2 separate regions of the Gasterosteus aculeatus genome follow, and region 1 is linked to region 2. A link is a contact called in public Hi-C data. All regions are on one chromosome and are shown on one strand. The core of a region is the stretch at or near the end of the contact, and the rest is flanking DNA. Distances in the headings are between cores, read along the strand shown. Region 1 has its middle 8.0 kb from the start of rin1b. Region 2 holds the start of prkd4 (protein kinase D4).

Region 1 (6,561 bases), core at 2,835-5,334, 61 kb before region 2:
TTGTCTCTGGACCCCCCCAAACCTCCAAAGAATAGGGTCAGATTGAGATTTAAGTTCAACGCCATCAAGTACACATCTGCATCCGCATGCTCACACACACACACACACACACACACACACACACAGACACACACAGCATGGTGCGCTCCTTTAATCCGCATTGAAAGAAGGAGTCTTTGGGGGAGAGACAATAGCAGCACATGCATATATTTGGTCATGTAATGAGGGCACATCCCACCAATTAAGGAGGACTGGTGTGTTTGTGTGAGTGCCTTTGTGTGTCTGTGTGAGTGTGTGTCTGTGTGAGTGAGTGTGTGTGTGGGTGGACCACTAGTCCCGGCAGGGGATGGAGACGAAACCCAGCGGAGGGGAACCGACCCCATTCAGAGCTGGTAATCCAATTCTGAAAGCTGTCTTTCAGGGGAGTGTGTGTGTGTGTGTGTGTGTGTGTTTAGATTGTGTGTGTCCGTGGAGAGGCTGGGTGGGTGGGGGGGGGGGGGGGGGGGGGGTGTAAAAGTAGCAGAGAGTAGTTCTTTAATGTGAATGCAAAGCCAGCGAGGGGGTCCGGTTACTCCCCTCTTCTCCGTCCTCTTGTAACCGCTCATTTGTCTTTTTGTTCAAATCCGCGACCCCCGGAGGCCTTTCGGGGGCCACGGCGACGCCCCCCCCCCCCCCCCCCCCCACCAGCGTCTCTCTGTCTCTCTGTTCGATAACCAAGTGCTTCTATCAGACGCTCTGCTGATCAGAAGCCTTCACACCAACAACGTCTAGGCCGGCAGGTAGTGAAGGATCTTGTTGATGGTCAACTTTATTAGTTGTTTGTTTAGATACAAGTAACGCATTTTTCTCAAGAAGCAGATTTTCTGTGCTGAATCCTGTTAAAAGACAAATTGTGACTTTACACGGACAGTTAATAAAATGAGGAACTGAGGAAAAGCCCCATATGCTGAAGTCCCATCCATAGATACCCTCTAAACCCTTTCAGCCCCTTTATCTTTATCCTTGAAACCACCTTTTAGTTGCTTGGGGAAAGAAAACCAAAGTGAGAATCTTCTTAAACCTCATAAAACCAGTTTATTTACAGTGAAAATCTGCTGAAAACCCATAAAACAGAGTTACTTGTTGTGTCTCGGGTGACTTCAGGAGGTACAGGTGAGGAGTCGAGTCCTCTGAAGGACGTTCAGCTGCGCTCGTCTGCTGCATTATAGAAACGAGGGCCGCATTCGGCCCGGCAGCACGTCTCCGGGTTTTGCACAACACAACCACAAAGACCCCGGGAAGAAGATGAGAGAGGGTGCGAGGGGGGTCGCCGATGGATTTACACTTTAATCCTTGCTGAAGTCCTCCTTTGATGATTTTCTTTTTGTCAACATTATGTTTTTTTAATAGTTTTTGAGCATCTTTGGCAACGCATACTAATACACACAACACCGTCAGGGGATTGAAGAGGGGCCGATGGGGGGGGGGCTGATAATGAGCCGGGGTCGAGGGGTCCCCTGTCAGGCCCGCCATGGTCTCTGCTGCAACAGAGGGGGTCGTTATTTCCTTTGTGAGCTCAGGAAACCGGAGTCGCTCCTCCGCTCGGCTACTGAATGACATCAACCGCTCGGGGAGAAGACACAAAGACGACAAAAAAGAAAACAACCACTTCCATTAAAACGCACTCACAAAAACACACACAAGCCTCACTGCCCGCCTCGCCACGCACAAAACAACCCCCGCGTCCTCTAAACGGATAACTATTTGCATTTTCCTCTCTCCCAATTACCCGCCCGTCTTCCTCCTTTGCAGACAGGTCTGCGTGAGGTTTAATGACTCCGCGGTCTCCCCGACACCGCCTGCTGTCTCGGTTTCATTGGACCGTTACGGAGGGAGAAAAAAAAGGCACAAAAAACGGAAAAAGGTCTTCCGCCGTAGGCGTCGGTGTGTGGAATCCATCAAAGTGAAGAACTCCGTAACATTCAACATCTAGCAGCTCGGTGGGCGCCTGCAGGCTGCGCGTGTTCAGAGAGGACGTTCATTAGAGTTATGGGGGAGAGGACGATTTTAGGTCCAATAACAAGGTAGGACTTGGTCAGCTTCACGGAAATAAGATGCTCACCTCGATCACAAAGCGGACATGTGGTCGTATGCCGTTTACCACGTGCACCGTAGTTCACCTGAGGGGGGCGCTGCAGGAGAAGTCAGCAGGCATTGAGATGCATCACATTAAGTCGTCCCTTTTTTTTGACACTTGAGTAAAAATCCCCTCAGCAGGCGTAACCAGGTTGAAAAAGTTCTTGACATATTTTGGCGGGATTACCGACCGGCTGTCCGCGTTGCGCCGACGGTCTATTTCTCAGTCAGACTTTTATTTTGGCGGGATTACCAACCGGCTGTCTCTTTGATCTGATGGTCTATTTCTCAGTCAGACTTTTATTTTGGCGGGATTACCGACCGGCTGTCTATTTGATCTGATGGTCTATTTCTCAGTCAGACTTTTATTTTGGCGGATCGCCGCTGGAAAACGAATCATCAGACGGGGCCGCACTAATGAAGAAGGCCGAAGGCGTAATCTGTCTCACGCCTACCAGGTGTAACCTGCCGCGGGAGGAGAGGCGCCGATGAACAGGCGGCATGTTCACACCTACAGAGCGGAGCTCTAATCAAGCGAGACGAGTGGAAACACCTGCGTCGGCGGGCCGATTGGGTTTGTCGGCACTTCAGACCTGAAGAGTTTAGCACTTTGCCCCCCCCCCCCTCCCCCACCCCGGGGCTGTTACGCAACGCTCCCACGTCAGCGGCTGCCGCGACGAGAAGACGCAGGCGACCCGGCCTGTGGCGCTGTAGCTAGTCGCGTTTGGTGGGGGGGGGGGGGGGGCGCCGCGTGGGAAAAGTTTTCTCGGCATTGTGTAGATTTAATTGTCCTCCTCCCAGCAAACAGCTGAGCAGCTTGAACCTCATTTATCCGCGTGTGAGGAACACCAGTAATTTACCCAGCAGGCACGCAGGGAAGGGCTCTGATTCAACAACTGGAACCAATTATTCAGGCGGCTCCTGTCTCTCCGCTTCGCTTTTCGCGCGGCTTAACCGGTTAACCGGCGAGTTGGCGGAACACACACACGCCGCAAACTGTCTCCCTGCCGGTGCTTTGAGACGAAGAGCAGAAAAAGTTCTCTCGTCCCATTTCCGATGGCTCTTTGGCGCCTCGCCTTGACGTTGGGAGCTAACAAACGCTAACGGAGGGGCGCTCCACACCGCCAGCCCGATGGCGAAGGCGCGACGGCCCCCGCCAGACCAACCCGGGCGCACGTGCGGCAAAACACGTGATTCCCCTCGACCTCGAAGTGTACTCGCCGAACTTCCCCACGAACGCGCGTCGCCGAGTCTCTGGCCCCCGACGCCCCCTCGCGTCGGTTCCGTCTCGTCTCCCGAAAAGAAACGCGCGATTCCCCTCCGCTCCTCTCTCTTATTTTTATTCCAATATCGAGCGGGCTCCACTCCTCAGAGAACAAAGCGTTTCATTTGTTTTATTCGGAATCACAGCTCCTGTGTGGGCAGCGGGCGCGGGGGGGGGGGGGGGGGGGCGGAGTGGCGGTTTCAGACTCGGAGGGAAGCATGAGGCTTTGAACCGGGGTCACGGGAGTCTCGGTAAACAACGGAGCCCGTAGGTGGATTCAGCCGCCGGAGATCCCTGCAGGTGGGCAAAGACAAGAGGGGGGTTGTGTGTGTGTGTGTCTGTGTGTGTGTGCCTTTTAATGTGTTTTTCTGACTAATAATTGAGTGCATGTGGGATGCAATGGCTCCATCAAAGTGTGTGTGTGTGTGTAACCGTCCATATAGTTACATAACGGAGTGGAGGATTTAATATGTTTTCAAGCAAACAAAGTTTGGTGTTCTTATCCAAACAACTAAGTAGTACTTTAGCAGGCAGAATGCAGCACACCCTGCTTTGCTGTAGCATGTAGCACGCGGTACGTTAGCATGCGATCTCCAGCCGTTTATTCATGCAAACACCCAACAAGGGGAATCATGTGAATTTATCTATTATCTGAATTAATGATTACTCTAAAAAACATGGAATTCATTAACATAAACAACCTGAACAGGAGGATATTTAGCTGCACTGGGGCCTCTAAGTGCCCCCGCGTTTAGCAATGCAGCACACCTGAGCAGAGCCAACAGGCACAACAAACAAAGGATACACTCACAGGTGTAACGGTGACACTCGAGCTTTATATATTCAGCCTTCTTGTCCTTTCATCCTGTCTGACTTTCAGGGATTTTTTGCCTACTTGCTTATTCTGTTTTGGACACGATCTTTGTTGCTGAACGAGTGAATCCGGCTTTCATCTCAGCTGCACCGCCGACGTTACAGTACGGTATAATAGCGTCTGACTGGCAAAGAGAAAAGTGCCCGGAATGCTCTGCTACGTTTGATAGTTTTCGGCCCAGAAAAAATCTTGGTCTCCACCGGTCGAGGTCCGTCTCCCTCAATCACGTAACGGCCGCCTTTGGAGAAACTATAAATTCCTCCTCCGCAGACGGGCGAGCAACAACTGTTAGGCCTCCGATGTCCGGCGGAGGGTTTCCTCGCAGACGGGACGAGCGCGCGTTAACAGGCCGCCCACCCGGGGGCCTCCTCGCCGCCTGTATTGTTCCAACACGCGTATGACTCACCAAAAAGGAGGGATTCATAGAGACCTTCGGTGCTGCCGTGCCTCCTTGTGACTCACAGAGCTGGACTGCATTTAGCTCGCAACATCGGTCGCCAACTCGGCCTCGACAAATGTTGCAGCGGTGCGTAGAAAGAGCGTCTGGGTAACAAGTGAGCAAATAGCACCAAAACACACGTTGTCTTATGAAGACAAGAAGCGATGGAGGGTTTGGTTTGGTTTTTAAAAAAAGTCCTCAAACAAAAAACTACACAAAGTCAATTTTTCTCGTTATCGGTTTTCAAAGGAAAATCACTTCAAGTCTTTAATTAACACTCAAGTCCAAGCCCAAGGTCTGTGATCAGCAAAGCAAAGCAGAGATATTTTGAAACCAAACACGGTGAAATAGTGCGAGACGTCATCGTCAAAAAGTTGTCTGATGTCGTAATTCTCTGTGAATTGGGAGACAGGAGGGAGTCGCGGCTAACGGAACCGCCGCTGGGCTGTGAACCTTCTGGACCCGAGGGCCGTGCACCCTTTGCCGTTACAGCGGACCTGGAACACACAGCGGCTGGAAAGGACCTTTCTCCCCGGAGACGAACGGGCGCTTGGCTTTTTAGGCCCAATCAAAGCGCAATCAGGGCAAAGCGCTCGAGTTACGCCGCGGCCGTTTACCCACTTTTCAAATTCATAATCACGGAACGTTGCTGCGCTGAGCGGCGAGCGCGCAACGCCGAACCGCGCGGGTTACGGGATTAACGGAACGCATTCTGGAGTGTTTTTGCATGTTTGTTTGTGTCTGTTTATGAGCGCGTGTGAGAGCCTATTTATGCATTAGAGGGAGATTTGATGCGTTGGTGTGCGTGATGTTTGTTTATGTGCTGTCAGCGAGTTCAGTGTGGTCCTGTGAGTGCGCGTAGCCCGATCCCCCCATGAGTGGTCTATTATTCTCTCTGACAATCTTATTAGCTGTTTTCTGTGTGTGTGTGTGTGTGTGGGAGGGGGGGGTCTTTCTCTAATGGTACATTCATGTGAGGCAGGATGGACGCAATCTCTCGATTACACCGGCATGAATACTTGAAATGTCACGCTACCCTTGTTTCAAGCGGCGTTTATTTGCAAAGTCTAATCAGAACAGCAAAATGTTTACGTAAATATTTCGTTCAACAACCACATTGAACGCCTACTTTTTGTAATTGCTGCATCCAAAAACTCATCTGAGCTTTCATTAAATCAGTACATTTGCTGATAAGTAGCCGATGGGAAACCAAAGCATTCATCTGCTTCACACATTTAGCATAACTAGTTCTGCTGTGACCTAGCATGACATTGCTAACATGCTAAGGCTAATGAGCTATGATCTTCTCCCTGTTGGTTTAGCTTAATGGCCTGATAACATTTGCTAATTAGCACAAAGCCCGTGGTGCATGTCGGGACATTGGACAACATATTTGTAGAGATATTTCCGTTAGGAGCAAAGCAGTGGACGGACCAACAGATTCACGTTACCAACCGGTTATGTTTTATGTCTATTTTCACTACGTTGTTTTGTTATTCACGGCTTTGCTTGGTTGTGGTCTTAAGACTCGGAATTTTGTTTCAGGAGTGTGGTGGAAGATTTTGCACAAACAATCGTTAAGTAAGAAACAAAGGCTCTGAGTCAAGTATGTCTTTTCTCCGTTTATTTCCTTGCAAGGGAAAAAGGGTCACAACAGCTACGTGGTCAGTAGACTGTCAAGAACCTCCTTCATGCCCCCAACACATCGAGGCAGTTCTTATACCTAAGTTTAGATATCGGTGGCGTCAACAGAAACCTTTGACCATCTTGTTGAGTATTTACAGTCAGGGTACTGGGAACATCTTATCCATGTAAGACACGTCAGTTCTTTGACCGTGTCCTTGCTCTCCCAACATGCTTAAACAAAGG
Region 2 (7,455 bases), core at 3,085-5,584:
GTCGATGACTTTGATGGCGACCGGCCGACCCGACTTCCTGTGCGTACCTGGTGAACGACTCCCATTACTTATTTTAGTGGCTATTTTTGCATTAAGTGCACTCTAGTGAGGCACTTTGAGTTGGTAATTCCTTAAACGTCTCTAATAACCGAACCACGTGATCACCTTTGTACACGACCCCGAACTGTCCGGAGCCCAGAACCTCGTCTGTGGAGATCTGATACACCGAGCTGATGTCCTGCACACACACACACACACACACACACACACACACACACACACACACACACACACACACACACACTTCAACACGGACTAACACGCCTCTGTGTGCAGAACAAGGTCACTGGAATGACCAATGAATCGATGAGTTTAGAGCGGATCCTCACCACGCCGCCGCTGCATAAATCTTTATCTGTAATCAGAGTCGTTCACACAGAAACAATAATCTTAATAAACTTTTCACATTTAAAGAATATGCCAGTCTGAAGGTTGCCTGACTCAGTCCTTATATAATCCGAATATTCTTTCCTACAGTCAGACAATAAATCGATACAACTATTCGCGGTTAGCTCACCCGCGCTCTCGTCGCCTCCCCCGCCGCCGCTCGCCATGGGCATCAGGGCCTGGCGGACGGCGCGCTCCCAGGCCGCGCTGCCGCTTCCGGCCAGCACGCAGTACACCAGCGAGGCCGTGACCACCTCCAGGGTGTGCGCCCTGTTGCCCGGCAACGAGGGCACGGCGAGCTGGGCGGGGCCTCGGACCTCCAGCACCTCGGACAGCGAGATCTCCTGCGGAGAGACAATCGCGCTTCATGCTGAGCGACGAGGAACACACAGGAATTCAATTGTTCTTTTAACTTCAATTGCTGACTTTTGAAACTGAATAAATTTGACCCATAAACACCCGAACAAACCGTTTATTCTACTTTTCAAGCACTTAAAGTGCAAAAAACAAACTAACCCATCCAGACTAAACGTGTAAATGCGGTGATGTTGCTGCAGCGCCGACCTTGTAGTACTTGGTGCTGCTCTCGTTCTGGTACAAGGTGACGCTCTTCCAGTCCAGGATCCAGTAATGACGTTTCCTCTGTTTCACGAGGCGCAAAGAGGACAGGAAACGAAAAAGCGCATGTAAGTGTGTCGTCCCGAAACACTCCAGGGTCTCGTCCCCCATCAGCACACGCGTGTGCGCGTCTCACCAGCGTGTCCGTGTCGGTGTGATGCAGCAGCCATCCTTCCCTCAGGACTCCTCCCGCTCTCTTCTTGGAGTGATGCACCGACTGGACGAGCCTCATCAGGGGGATGTTGCTGCTGAAGCACGGACTGACGGAGCGACAGGAGACAGAAGAGGCGGGTTTAGGGTGGAGCGCCTCGGCCCTGCAGTACCTACCGAGGGCCTCTAGGTGGCGGGAAGCGCGCGGCCCATTTAGAATAGAATTCAGAGACGCTAAGAGGACGGGAACGATGAGTCACCTTTAAAATGCGACGACATCGTCAGAATAAATTAGCGGCCCTCTGACCTCATCGGCTCCCGCTGCTCCTCCTCCTCCTCGTCCTTCGTCTCGGGCGCCCGGTCTCCGTCCGTGGACATCTCGTCGTCGGAGACTTCTAGTGTCGTCGTGCTGGTGAGCTCCGAGTCGTTGTCCTCCGGGTCCGCCGGGCGGCCGGGGCCCGCCGCTGTGCATTCTGTGAAAGCCACGGGCTCAACATGCTGACGTCTGACAGCTAATAATCCCACACCCCCCCCCCCCCCCGCCCCCCCCTGCATCCGTCCGGTCAGGAGCGAAACGCTCACCTTCCCCGTGGGACGGCCTCCTCTCCCCGGGACAGTCTCTGGGGACCAGCAGCTCGCAGCGCCGATGGCAGTTAAATCTGCAGTCTGAGGAGGAATCGGTTAACTTGCTCTTCATAGCACGACCTAAAGGTGGGAACGTTGACCCCCGACCCCCCTCCCCCCCTCTCTACCTGAGCACTGCAGCCCCTGTCTGAAGAGGCCTTTGAGCAGCCGGTGGCAGTGCTGGCACACGGTGGGTTTGGTGTAGCTGTGGATGTGGAAGGTGTGAGGGACCTGAGCCCCGGCCATGTCGCCGTAGCCGATCCCCAGCCAGACGGGGGGCTCGACCCAGGACACGGGCCTGGAGGCCTTGGACATGCTGATCTGGGGGAGGACGGACGGACGGTGAGGAACAGGCTCCAGGAGGAAACGGAAGCGGCTTTCGTCACGCTGGCTTTACCTCTTCCAGGCTGCCGCCCGCCTGATTGGACAGGGAGTGCGTCCGCGGGCGGCGGGGCGGGAACAGGGAGAGGCTGGTGCTGACCTGACGCCGCGCGCGGCTGCAGTCGTTGCTCAACATGAAAGCGCAGCGTTTGTGGAAGTCCAACCCGCAGCCTGCAGGGTACACAACAAATATTCATTTTCCTCGCAGCCGGTGACGGGAAGCGAGCGGCGAGCGGCGGCGGCTGCTGCTTTTACCGTCGCACTTTAACCCCTGCCGGACGAGGCCCCACAGCATCTCTCCACAGTGGTGGCAGAAGGTGGGGGTCCGGTACGAGTGGACCACCAGGGCGTGCGGGCGGATCCTCATCTCGGTCACCGACGCCGATCCTGAGTCGCACAGAGGGCGGAGAACAGTCAGCGCCGCGGGTTAAATACACCTTCACTCAGTGTTTCTATTCGACGCCACCAGAGGAATCAGTGGGGGAACTTCTTAAGCCCCCCCCCCCCTCACGACGGACAACGTGCACTCAGTTTGGATATCCTTTTTAAACAACGGGGTTCCCTTTTTTTCGGGGCCGACCTGCGATGATGACCTCGATGAAGTCTCCATCCTGCAGCTCGTCCTCCTCCGTCAGGCGAAGCAGCCGCTGCTCCGAGGAGGGTTGGTGTCTGAACAGGAGGGTTTTCTCCCCGACGCCGACCACGCTGCAGTCTGGAGCCTGAACACACACACACACACACACACACACACACACTTACCAGTGCTGCTAGAAGCAATTAGCTCATGCACAGATCTCTATATGTTAATACAGAGAAACAGCAAACATCACATACACCAAATCTCCCAAATTTGCGTGCAACTCGTGTAACTGAGTGAGTTACTGTCGTGTGGTCAGAAAGAAGACGATTCAGTGCGAGATACTTTTTTTTTTTTTAAACCACACATCTAGCAGGACTCTGCAGGACGCTTCTGCGAACGACCTCGCTGTGCTCGGCAGAGGGGAGATCAAACAGGACCACAGGCGGCTGAGATCATTCTCACGGTGCAGGAGTCCTTCAGAGGAAGGTCGGGTAGTGGGGAGGGACAGAATCACAGAGGTCCTGCAGATGCATTTTTTTTAGAAAAGTGCCATTGAAAAACGATGCGATATGGGAATGTGTCCTTCTGGCCATCAAACTGTGAAGATGAAAGAGGTGGAGATGCAGCTGACCTTCTGCCTGGAAACTGAGCGAGGCAGACCGCGTGTGCGCGTTGCAGACAGCGGGGGGGAGGAGACGCTGTGGTTGGAAAGTTTGCTTCGCTCTTCGCGACCGCAGAAGGTTTCTGCATCCGCGTCGGCGCGAAGACCTGCGCCTCCCGAGGGGGGCGCGCGCCTGACCTCAGCCCCGCTTACAAAGCGCCCTGCTGAGAACACGAGCAGCTACTTCCCCACCGTAAACCCACGCGAGTGCTTTCAGGGTCCCGAATGTCGGTTAACTACCCGTCCCGTGATGATTGAGACAACGTGTTTCCGCCTCGTTAGATCAGGTGTATTAAGATGAGCGGGGGGGGGGGGGGGGGGGGGGTCCAGAAGGAACGGAGCCTCTCCCATCATGAGGAAACATCTGCGCGGAAGGAGACCTCTTACCTTGCGCTCTATGATCTCGGCGGCCAGCCTCTTGGCATGGCGGTAGGTCCGGTTGCCGGCGGGGACCCGGACCACCTCCCTGAAGAGGCCCAGCTGGAACTGGACCAGAGCCGAGGGGCCGGTGGGACCGGAGGGAGTCGCTGCGAACATGGAGGACGGTCCCGCGGCAGCATGGGACGAGTCTGCGGACGAGACATTGACGGAAAAGAAACGCGGTTATACGCGCGGCTCTTCTGCGTAAATTTAGCAAGTGACCCGTTTAAAGACGCAACAGAAGTGAATTCACAGCATCCTGATCAGACTCGTCGGGGGGGGGGGGTTCTGTTAACTTTCCACATGAACACCTGGGAAAAGTCCACGTGAGGGGCCGTACTTCCTCACCTGGCGTGCGTGGAGCTCCGTCTGTGACCCCGATGTGACGGCTGCAGCCGCTCGACGTGCGCTCTGCTGCGTCTGCGTTCCTCTCCGCGGGGCTCGTCCATCCGGGGCAGGAAGTCGCACGCGCACGCACGCGCACGCACGCGCACGCACGCGCACGCACGCACACGCACGCACACGCACGCACACGCACGCACACGCACGCACACGCACGCACACGCACGCACGTCTGGGGAAGCTGCAGATACGGGTAACGCCCCTTCAGCTTCAGCCCGTCAGTCAATAAAGAAAATAAATAAATGTACAAGAGACAGGCGGTAGTTTGAAAAGTGGAGTTTGTATTTATTGAACATTTTTGATAAAATACAGGTCGACGGCTTCACGATCAGATCCATCAGGGTCTCCAGCACTACAGGAGGTCCCCCCCCCCCACACACACACATGTGTGGAAACTGACCTCCTCAAATATTTGGGCATTGGAGAACCAAAAAAAACAATCACATTTGTTTGAAACTTTGGTTTTTGTTTCAGTGTCTCAGCTGTTGAAATGAGCAACATTACTGCATGAATGTGTAGTTATCGGGTTATGAGCACAGCGCAGGATGCTTAGCGTCGGTGAGGAGAGGAACCCGCTGGGACCTTTAAATAGTTTAAATCTACAGCGCGATCACTCAGCTACGCGGCGTCGACGTCTTCACAAAAAGGAGCATTCCGTACATTATTTGCTGCGGACGACACTTAAAGCACTTCTCATCCTGCTTTAGCAGCTCAGGCTCCTTTACAAACACGGCCTCACAGGCCGGGAAGGGATGAGGCGACTCTGCATAATGAGACGGGTACATTCGGTTCTCTTGGGGAAGGGAGAAGAGAAACAGAAAAAAGGTCCCCGGACCCCCGAAAATCCAACAAACATTCAAATGATCAGTTTCCAGCACTTTCCACATGAGAGCTCAGATCTAAAAAAACAGGAGAAGCACAACATTCGATTGCTTCGTACAAACACGTCACACATTCAGAGGCGGCAAACGAAGGAAAACGGATTCCCGCTGACGGCGGTGAACAGGAGGCCGCGGCTGCGTTGATGCATCAAACATCCGGATTCAAACAGACAGTATTTTCCTTCATCACGTCCACGAGAGGAAAAGGGACCTCGCAGGAATGATTGTTGTGTTGGATTTGACTTATTATTTGTCAATTTAAATTGAAATCGATGGGCCTTTTAAATAGATTTTCCACCAACAGAGAAGCGGATGACTTGGACAGTCCCGTGACCAGTAGGAGGCGCAGTGGAGACAAACATTTAATCCTCAGAGTGACATTCTAACAGATTACACGGAACCATTTTTCCAAATGACAGATTTAAAAGAGTGAGGTACCAAATGTATCAGCAGTGTTGCCTCTCCTCTCGTCTTTCTCTCCCTCTCATCAACCTCTTTGACCCGTCAGTGTAAACAGAAAAGAAGAAAAAGTGCACTATATACAAAGAATGAACATTTGAATAATTTAAAACTGTATTTACATTAAAAAAAAGGCAAAACGTGAGGTTTGAATGGTTGGTTGCGAACGCCTCCTTGCTCGCGTCGTCTTGTGCGCCTTTTGAGCGGGTCGCATCGTCTCGGCCGTCGGGGAAATGCAGTCGGGCTCAGCGGGCGCTTCGTGCTACTGGTGAGATATACGGCGTACGTTTGGCCGGCGATGGGAGGACGCTGCTCGGGTGCAGAGCTTCTAGTAAGCGGCATGCTGATTCGTGGGTATAAACGCTCTCTAGTGGCGGATGGCGGCGGTTTGTACAGCGACTCGGTGTCTCACAGGACGACGTTTAGTGTGGGAATGACTCGGGGTTTTTTTTTTTTTGTTGTGTTCTCTAAAAGAAAATATGCTGCAAGTGTTTGATCTCGCTTGGAGCTACGAGTGTATCGGACCAGGGTGGGGTAGGCGGGGTGGGGGGGGGCGCTTTGCGTCTCCTGAGGCCCGCCTCCCGTCTGGGACTAGCCAATCAGGGAGCTGCGTCTGGATAGGTCCACGTTGCTGGCGCTCAGTCCCCTGCAGTCCGACAGGCCCGAGTTCGCTTCCTGGAAAGCGATCAAGTTGGGTTAAAACTACTGTTGCACAGTATGTGGATTATGAAATGATATTCTAATTTAGTTATTGAATACAATGTAACATAATAATATGGAAGAACATCTATTCCTCGTGCAGGACTATGACATATGAGAAGAACAACACCTGTGTGGTCTCCTCGGTGCTCTTGTTGAGGAAGTTGAGGGAGCTCGCTCTCTTCATTCTGAGCAAAACAAAACAATGATTATAAATTAAAAGCATATCAGAAATATTAAAGACAAAACACAAAGCTCCTCGAATGCGAGGGATCGTTTGGTTAGAGATTGAGTGTAAATGATGTGTAATAAATGTGTCATCAAGGTCAACTTGTTTACTGGCAACAATGTTAAAAGGATGTTTCTAAGGAAGCTTGAGTTTTTTTCTTTTGACCATATTGTATCAAAGTAAAGGAAGAATCCCTGTTTGTTGGTCGGCCGGTCGCAGCCCTGAGGCCCCTCGTCTCACCCCGGGTTGCGGGGTTCTTGTGGGCCGCTCCCCTGCAGCTTCTTCACCAGCATCTCGCTGCTCCTCCTCAAAGCGTCGCGAATCTTCCCAAAGGAGCCGCTGCGGCGCAGAGACCCGTTGCCGTCCTGAGGGGACCGGAGACAAAACGAAAGCAGCACCACGTCGGCGCTTAGCGGAGACATTAGGGACGAACGCGTCCCGTTTGGGGCTTTGGGATGACGGCGTCACCTCACCCCGTTCCACTCGGCGGAGTCGTCGCCCTCGCCGTCCCCCCGCTGGCCCGCTTGTCCGTTATTTCCCTCCCTGCTGTGCCGTCGGTCTCCCCCTCTGCCGTCCTTCAGCAGCTCCACCACCTTACTCTGGTTGATGGCGTCGATCCCCTGAGCGACGAGAAGAGACGAGTGATTAAAAAGAGAGAATCGAAAGGAACGTCACAGCTTTTTCACACAGCGTATCTACGACATTTACGCCGATCATCGCCTCTGGGCTACTTCCTCACAGCTGGAAGCCATGCTGAGCGGATCGGGCTCCCGTTGAAGGAGCCCAGACCTCCACCCCGCCGGCAGTGACTCCGCCCCTTTGTGCTGCACCTGTTTACGGGACTTGCTGCCGCACTCCTCCAGGGTTTCTGCTGCCTCCAGCTTCCCCTGACGACGGTACAACG

The links. A called contact is a pair of places that touch in the nucleus more often than the background predicts.
Region 1: a Hi-C map of skeletal muscle shows a contact between it and region 2, with 6 times the contacts expected there. The contact joins the enhancer-like site here to the promoter of prkd4 in region 2. A contact is called at or near these places in 2 of 6 Hi-C or Micro-C datasets (both in skeletal muscle).

Annotation. Positions count from the first base shown.
Region 1 is chr7:3,217,319-3,223,879 of fGasAcu3.hap1.1, reverse strand. No RefSeq gene overlaps it. Among protein-coding and RNA genes, the nearest start is that of rin1b, 8.0 kb to the left of the region's middle. Within about 2 kb of position 4,084, at least 1 of the 9 cell types and tissues checked has open chromatin away from gene starts, as enhancers often do.
Region 2 is chr7:3,155,680-3,163,134 of fGasAcu3.hap1.1, reverse strand. It overlaps prkd4 (protein kinase D4), which reads right to left and starts at 4,334. Exons shown (of 19, transcript XM_078105578.1): 1 at 4,230-4,334; 2 at 3,849-4,030; 3 at 2,801-2,939; 4 at 2,476-2,607; 5 at 2,237-2,391; 6 at 1,968-2,160; 7 at 1,798-1,881; 8 at 1,523-1,688; 9 at 1,202-1,325; 10 at 1,012-1,089; 11 at 578-791; 12 at 390-415; 13 at 166-238; 14 at 1-47. The coding sequence starts at 3,998. It overlaps klc2 (kinesin light chain 2), which reads right to left. Exons shown (of 14, transcript XM_078105579.1): 10 at 7,382-7,455; 11 at 7,025-7,171; 12 at 6,792-6,916; 13 at 6,453-6,510; 14 at 4,544-6,298. The coding sequence ends at 6,215.